2 separate regions of the Sus scrofa genome follow, and region 1 is linked to region 2. A link is a contact called in public HiChIP or PLAC-seq data. All regions are on one chromosome and are shown on one strand. The core of a region is the stretch at or near the end of the contact, and the rest is flanking DNA. Distances in the headings are between cores, read along the strand shown. Region 1 has its middle 81 kb from the start of MME. Region 2 has its middle 260 kb from the start of MME.

Region 1 (4,280 bases), core at 1,276-3,775, 180 kb before region 2:
CTCCCAGTGCCAGATCCCTGCACGTGAGGGTTTTATGTGTGGCTCAGAACTCTCACTCCTGTAGGTGAGTCTCTGTGAACCAGTTAGTTTTCAGTCTGTGGAGCTTCCCACCCAGGAGGTATGGGGTTGTTTATATCGTGAAATCGCCCCTCCTACCTCTTGATGTGGCCTCCTCTTTTTCTTCTGGGGTAGGGTATCTTTTTTAAGATTTCTGGTCCATTTGGGTGGAGATTTCTCAGCCTTTAGTTGTTAATTTTGTTGTTTTTAGGAGAGAAGTTGAGCTCCAGTCCTTCTATTCCAGGGAACTTTGGTATTTAATCAGCAGCAGACTTTGTTCTCTTTGGGTAACTTGGGGAACATTATCATATGCCTTGGGAAGATAATGACATTCTCTCTTTTTTAAAAAAGCACAAACAAAACTACAATATAGCTTTGTTTCTTGGCATTCCAACAATGAGAACTCTCAATCAACTGATAGATGCACTTACCAATAGCACAATGATAGTGGAGACAGTTAATAGCAATTTTAGAGCTTTGAGAGATATTGCAGGGATGTTAGAATCAGGGAAAGTGCAAGTACTTCAAGGTGGGTTTCATTTTGCCACATATTCATCTGGAAAATGCTTATTAGTTCTTGGATTAACTGGCATATCTAGGTTCCAGATAATGCTATAGAGCAAAGAGTTTGCAGCACTTTGCAGTTGTTTTGAAAGGAGATAAAGGAGAATCATGTCAGGATAGGAGAAGCTCAGAATGTGGTGAGATTGTTTCTCCTGGCTGAAGAGAGAAAGGACATTGAACTCATAAATTAGCAACAATTACGCCTTTGTACTATGTCACTAGATTTCATTAGATGTGTATCTTTGTTACTTCCTCACAGGCTCATTCCTCACTGCTGGCAAATTTATTAGACATATTATCCAGTGTTATAAAGGAAAGTACTTTTTTTTCCCATTGCTATGTTTAAGAGATGAAAATTCCCTTTTTTTCACCTTGAGCTACTAGGAGCAAATCCAATTCAGCAACATAAGTTACTCCAAAGGGAGATTTGTGCACAGTTCAGAACAGAGGAACAAGAATCAAGATGAGGATACACTGCACTTTTTGATTCAAAATAAACTTTTTCAGTTGTCTTCTCTAAAATACAACATGACTATAGCCTTCATGACACTTTATTTCATAGTCTATCAAAATTTCTATATTTTCACCTCAACTCTACAAGATTAAGTCAACTTTAAGTTTAGAATTGTAAGGAAAATTGAATTAAATATAGCATGTATTCTGTTTACATATCCTGGAGGCTTATCTATTTATTTATTTTTAATAGCTGCATGCCCAGCATTTGGAAGTTTCCATGCCAGGGATTGAATCTAAGCCACAGCTATGACCTACACTGCAGCTGTGGCAACAGTGGATCCTTAACCCACTTCGCCCCACTGGAGATCGAACCATGCCTCTGAAGCAACCCGAGCTGCTGCAGTCAGATTCTTAACCCATTGCATCACAGCAAGAACTCACAAGGAGCTTTGTTTTTAAGACTGGCTATAGATAGGAAGGATATATTCACTGGATAGCTGGGATGGGCCCTGGGACAACAGAACTTGCACCAAACATAAAGCCAAGACAGCCTGGCCTTTCGAGGGAGTGGCTAACTTACCTATGATTGGAGACTCACTCTGCTCTGGGGGTTTCCACTGGGCATTTAGAGTCCAATAGAAATGCTTTCAGTACTTGGTTGGTACTCTTTTGGACAATCCTTCTATGGGTGCATGGAATGATCATGGGAGGTAACATGGGAGTGTAGCTCCCCTGTCACTGAGCATGAGTAGGGGATGACACTAGGACTCAAGGTCAGAATAATTTAAGAATAAAATCCAAAGCAGAGGATAAGGTCTAGGGACTGATCAAGATAGGTGTTGAGGAATGCTATAACTCAGGGGCCACATGGATACCAAAGCTTAGCTCTATCAGTCTTTGTCTGATTTAAGGAAACACGAGGAGCAAAGCAGGAGCCTGAAAAGTTTCTAGATTGCTGTCCTAACAAAACATAAAGATTTGTAAGAGTGAAGAAAATAATCCCCTTTCTAAGTTTTATTAGTGCATTTACTGCTACAGTTTACTTTTGTAGAGAGATACCACCATATATTAAGGACCTATCATGTCCCAGAAACTTTAAGTAGCGTGGTTTCTGTATATCCCATGTGCATCACTTCCATTTTATAGAAGATTCACAGAAGTTAAATGAGTTGCCTAAGGTGACACATTAAATTTCAGAGCCATGGCAAATAGCTGTGATTTTTCTACCATGCCATATGAACTCTTTTATTTGCTAGTTTTTGCTGGTCTGATTTTTTTTCATGCACCCAGGGTGCCTATTAGTCTAGTTCATTTAATTTGTAAGTTACTCTTCTACTGTTTAGATAATCTATGGATCACAATGACAACTAGGATGTCCTTGAGGCAGAAGTGTCCTCTTGTGTGTTCAGTCTCATGGAAACCAGTATCCAATCCACATGGCTGAGACCCAGGGGTTGACTCTGCCACACTTCAGAGCAGTTGACAAATTGCTCACAGCTGTCTGGGGTTAAGAACTCATCTCTGAGAATTGACACTTTCTCATTCTCTTTTTAAAGAGACAAGTGTGCCTCCTTTTCTTCTACACTTCTAGTGATCCCTCTACTTTGAAAATGGCCCCTGAACTTGCTGTTTTCTTTTGCTAATATCTCTACTCTTGCATTCTTTTCAGACTTAACTTTCATTTTCAGCTGTGACAGAATATCTCCTCATTTCATCTAAGCCTTTTCAGATGACACAAAGAAGAGATAGCCTTACATCTCTGTTGAAACAAGACACTCAACCACTGAGAAATCCTTCTCTTTTACTGCATTTAATTGGAGGGTAGCTATGCTCGCTACTATACCACCAATGCTCATTGCATTTAATTGGAATGGGTGGCCTATTAGCATTGATAGTGGAAGAAAATGACCTCTGTATTCAACCTGAAAATGTACTGTGAACTGCTTGATGTAGAAGACTTCTAATGATTGAGATTAACTGATGTCAGTGGTTTTCAGAGTATTGATATCAGGAATCCAAAAGAAAGCAAACTTACATATGGAAAAATATTTAGTAAATAAATAAAAGAAGAATTTTGAAGGTTGTTTACTCTAATGAACAAATATATAAGAACTTAATTTTTATTCTCACCCAAGTGTTTGCACCAACCTTGGCATGCCACTGATGTAAATATTACTAAATAAGTATTTAAAAACTTACTAACTAAAAATTCCTTTGGTGATATTATTTTTTTAATTCCTCAAAACTGCTGCTGCCACAGAGGCCTTAAGTACTTTTTTCTAGAGTTGGCTATTATAAAGTATGTAGTTTTTACTTTCCTCACATTGCATACAGGACACTAAACTACAAGAATTTATCATTTATTTTGCCTACAAATGAGTACTATTTAAGGAACTAATGGTAGAGAAACCACATGACAATAATCAAACTACTCCATGTTAACCTTAAATTTCCAAAATATTCAACAGTTTGTTCTAAATAAGTGCTAAAAAATAAATACATTGTTTGGACCACATTAAGTATTTCCACATTTTTTTTCCCCCTCTAACAAGCTTTTAAGACGCCAAGGATTTGTACAGAAAGAAAGTTTAAGACACTTACTGTGCTAGTATAGTATAGTTCCAGGCAAAATAACCTAACTTGCAACTGTGAAGAGGCCACACCAGCACTGTACAATGAAAATATAATGTCAAGCACTAAGGAGAGCTAAAATTTTCTAGTAGTTCCCTTAAAAAAAGGGAAAAGCAACATGTGAAATTAATTTTAATATTTTATTAATTGAGTGTGTCAAAAACTTTATCATTCAAATGCAATCAATGATTTTAAAATTATTAATATCTTATATTTGCACTACATTTTTAAAGTTTGATGAATATTCTACAATTATGGTACCTCTTAATATGGATTGGTCATATTTCAAGTATTAAATACCCACATATTGTTAGTGGCTACTATATTGGACAACCTAGGGTTATGCTAAGGGTAGAGGTAGTCTGTTAAAAGGAAGTGAAGAGAGTTCCCTTTGTGGCTCAGTGGTAATGAACCCAACTAGTATCCACGAGAATGTGGGTTCAACCCCTGGCCTTGTTCAGTAAATTAAGGATCTGGTGTTGCTGTGAGCTGCGGCAGAAATCATAGATGTGGCTCAGATCCAACATTGCTATGGCTGTGGCAAAGGCCAGCAGCTTCAGCTGCTATTCGAC
Region 2 (4,296 bases), core at 1,376-3,875:
GGTCAGGTTAAGATATAAGACCAGCTGCCGCTTGCACAGATCATTGCAGCTCCCAAGTATCAACTGAGTAGTGAGGCAGGAAAAGTAAGAGATCTGTGCCCACACACACAAAGAGGTGGTACATGGTAAAGTCAATCCAAAAATTACTGTTTGTTTTTGCTCCTCTGTTCCTATTTTTAATCCCAGGCCAATATGACCCGGGAAATGCAGAGCTCATAAAAATTGAAATACTCTCTTGAGAAAAAGCCAGCTCACTCTTCGACTTTCCCTTGGTCCATATTCCTTCACAATTTTCCATTCTCTGAGATAATATGTCTTAGATCAGCAACACCTCTCTGCTTCCTGCTCCAACCCCATTTATTCATATTACTCAAGGAATTGTACTCAATGTAAACCTTAATTCTAAACATCTTTTTTTTTCCCATGATATTGAACATTTAAATTCATTTCTTCATTGGCGACCCTTATTTGCTATTTATTTTTCTGGCGAATTATATTCTTCTGCCAAGTAACCTAATGTAAGGACCTTGGAGCCATTTCCAAAGCCTCTTCTGCCTCATTCTTTGCACCCCACACATTACACATTTCTTCTGCCCTCTCATTGGGATGTACTCCAGTCTTATGACTTCACAGATGAGTTCTGCCTTAATCTGCTAATGAATCTTCCTACCTGCAGCCACTCTCCCCTCCAGTCTGTCCTCTGGAAGCTACCAGAATTATGTTTGCAGAATGCAAATCACATTACAATTTTTTAAACTTAAAATTGTCTACAGTTCCACAAAGAACACACCCACATTCTCAAGCTAAGGGTGGGGGGCATCCAAAGAAATTCACGGATGGCCTTCACAGAGGTTTGCGAACCCTCTGAAATTATACTCAAAAAGTTGTTTTGTGAGCATTAAGTATGTTTTTCATAAGAAGAGTGTCAATAGATTTCAACAGATTCTCAAAAGAGTCTGTTCTGTGACATGGCCTCCACCCTCCCCACAAAAAAAAAAAAAAAAAAAAAAAAAAAAAACAACCTCTGAATCTAATCAATGTGATAAGGAAGGCCCTTCACAATCCAGTCATCCAGTCAAGGGTAGCAACATAGAGCAGTGAGAGGTAGAGTAGTAAGGGAAGCTGTGGCTATCAGAAAATTTTAGAGTTAAACAGTCCTAGGTTTCAATTCTGATTGGTCTTGGAAATGTATCCTCTCTGAGATTTATTTGGCCTCTCTGGTAAAGGGAAAAATATTCCTTTTCTTGCAGGACTGTTTTAAATATTAAAGTTATTAACAGTGTAAAGAGAAATAATAGATATAGTAGATTCTTCACTATAATATATTTTTGAACATCCAGAGATGGTATTTTGTGAAAATAGTAACCTCACCCTAGTGGTAAATCCTTCCCTTATCACTTGGAGTTATTTTTGTTTCAAGTTATTAGAAGTGCATATTCAATTGGATAAATCATTCAAGGGAATATATTAGTTCACTTAGCTCTGAAAGTTCAGAGGTAGAGTATGTTTTGGGTGTATTTGCTACAGGACTCTACCTACAATTTTCCACCATGCTCTAGCTCTGTTCTTCTCTGTGCATAAGCTTCTCCCTCAGGCTGGTTTTCCTCATGATAACAAAGTGACTGCAAGAGGTCCAGCTCTCACAACTATACCTCTCACCATCTAGAATAAGTGACAGCATTTATCTGAGATTCCTTCTCTTGCCCACCCCTGAGCCAACCTCTGTAGCCAAGGTTTCAACTTTAGTCTTAAGTATCTCTTGAGCCAGCTGCATCCCTAGAGGGAATTCAGGGTTAGAGTGAAGGGCAATATTTAAGATACTTAATAATTCAGGTGACACAAGCAACAACTAATCTGGATATAAATTAGCCCAAAGAGAATAGATCCAGATTGGAAATAACCAGTATGCCAGGAGCTGAGTCTCGGCCCTGCCTGGGGGCAGGATGAAGGCAGGACTAGTTCGCTGAGGTGGCAGCTCTTAGGGATCCACTGTGCAAGAGTGAGCTAATCCTCACCATTCCTCAGATCATCCTTTGTAGCCAGAAAATTGGCTTGCGCTATCTACTAATGAGTTTCACCTTGAAAACAAAGTATGTACAAAGGGAGAAGAAAAGGCAGTTCTTTGGTTTCCTGCTCCCCATAAAAGAATAAATCACTGGGGGCGGGGGGGAATACTGTTTCTGACTCTAAAATATTTCTAAAAAATTCTACTTCAAAACTTTAGGTTAGTAATTTATATCCCTCACATACACAGAAACACTTAGATGTTAAATTATTTCAAGCCATTTCAAAACTTTAGCAATCCTGAATCAATTTTTATCCTGTAACAGGAAGTGCAATTACCAAAAAAAAAACCCTCTGTTTGCTGTTTAGTTTTGCTTCATATTAAATTATTCACATATCACTTCTCAAACCCAACCCAGAAATCCAAACCCAATCCATCATAAAACAAAGTCTCACATTATGAAGAAACATAACCGGGAGACTGTTTCTCCTTTGCTTCTAAGTTATGCTTTCCTCAGCTAAAGGTCTGGAAGCTTTCCAGATGCCAGCAGGGTGAGGGAGTTGTAACAGGGGCTTGGCATGTGAACCTCATCACAGATTCTTCAAGGAGGGGGGCATCAAAGCAGTAATGCCCAATAATGTGCCTGTGCTGGAATGTGGGGGAGGAGTGGCAGCTGTGCTTTAATCATATGTAGCATTTTCTTTTGAAAAATCAAATCAGAAAGAGAATATGTGTTCACATTAGTTGGGCTGTAAACTCTTGGTCACTTCAAAATACAGAGAGGCAGTAACTTCTCCCAGAGGTGAGGGTAAATCTGTTACTGTTGCACTTATCTGGAATGCAGTTTTCCAGGAGTCCCATAAAGAAGAACTCATTTTAGAATTTTATATTAAATATATTAGGGGCACCTGACATTGTCTCATTTTACTCATTCATTCATTCACTCACTCATTTATCCCCATTCAAGAAGTACTGAGCACCCATGGAGGTCAGGCAGTGTTCTAACTCCTGAGACTACAGAATACAACCAAATAGATTAAAGCCTGTGCCCTCTTGGGGCCTGTATCCCAGGGCAACATAAACAAATACGTTTTAAAAATCTCAAACAAATAAACACAAAATGTAGCAGGTGGTAATAAACCAGATGAAAAAACGTCAGCAGAGTCAAAGGCCAGAGAGAGGCATGGGGTGACAAGGTGATCTGTGCAGGAGATCCAGGAAGACCTCACACTTATGTTGAACCCCGTATGAAACATGAGAATAAGCCCTGAGATGGCTGGCTGGAGTGTCCCTGACACAGGAACAGATGGCATGCTCAGTCCTCTCCAAGAAGCCTCCCAATGACCCTGTGACGGGGCTGGGACAGATCATTTAATCTCTAATTGAAACAGGAGGAAACTGGGACTCAGAACTACATAGCCGACCCAGGAATAAAGCTTATCCCTTCAAACTCCCAGCCCTTTCTTCTAGAAGGAACAAGTGCTAAATAAGTGCTTTTTGAGATTTCAGACTTGCTTTTTTGATTGAGATGCTTTCTTCACAAGAAATTGTATGTGGAAGCTTAATGTGTGAACAAATAAAAATGGAGCCTTTTCTGGAAGAAATGAGCAGAAGGTTTTGCCTATGTCTCATCCCCAGACCTTGCCCCCCGACCCAGGGCCTTTCCTCTGAGGAAATTCTGAAGCTCTCTCTTAACCTCTGTGCCTTGGAAGAGCAGGGAGTGAGGAGAGGAGGTTGTGAAGTGTACAAGAGGAAAAGAAAAAACAAAGAAACAGGGAAGACTATGACAAGATCAGTCATCCCTACTTGCTCAGCATCCCACAGAAGCAGCTTCTTATTTCTTTCAAGATCCAATTCAAAGTTCCCTCATTTTTGAGAGGAGAGGGAATTGAATAGCTATTGCTCCACAGCAAATTACCTCCCCCCCAAAAAAAACTTAGTGGTTTAAGAGAAGAGGTATTTATTAGCTCTTGGCCTCTGTGAGTCGGGGATCTGGGTGCAGCTCAGATGGATCTCTGACTCAGGGCCTCCCTGAGGCTCTGATCAAGGTGTTGCAGTCATCTCCACTCAGCTGGAGGAGGATCTGATTGTAAGCTCACTCATATGGTTGTGCCAAGATGATGTTTTTTATGGATTGTTGAAATGAAGGTCTCAGGTTCTTGCTGCCTGCTGGCTGGGGACTCTCATAGTCTTGCTGTCTGGGGCAAGGTCACTCCATAAGGCAGCTGGTTTTTCTCAAAGTGAGAGAGAAGTTAGAGCCTTTGTGTAATGTAATCTTGGAAGGGCCATCC

Evidence for each region. HiChIP or PLAC-seq counts read pairs in DNA pulled down with a chosen protein or histone mark.
Region 1: an H3K27ac HiChIP or PLAC-seq map of skeletal muscle shows a contact between it and region 2. The contact joins two enhancer-like sites. A contact is called at or near these places in 2 of 47 Hi-C or Micro-C datasets (epiblast stem cells and skeletal muscle) and 1 of 2 datasets of contacts at active chromatin or transcription factors (skeletal muscle).

What each region holds. Positions count from the first base shown.
Region 1 is chr13:94,935,441-94,939,720 of Sscrofa11.1, reverse strand. No RefSeq gene overlaps it. Among named protein-coding and RNA genes, the nearest start is that of MME, 81 kb to the left of the region's middle. Within about 2 kb of position 2,525, at least 5 of the 83 cell types and tissues checked have an H3K27ac peak or open chromatin away from gene starts, as enhancers often do. A contact at or near this core is called in skeletal muscle, where this site is marked.
Region 2 is chr13:94,752,325-94,756,620 of Sscrofa11.1, reverse strand. No RefSeq gene overlaps it. Among named protein-coding and RNA genes, the nearest start is that of MME, 260 kb to the left of the region's middle. Within about 2 kb of position 2,625, at least 6 of the 83 cell types and tissues checked have an H3K27ac peak or open chromatin away from gene starts, as enhancers often do. A contact at or near this core is called in skeletal muscle, where this site is marked.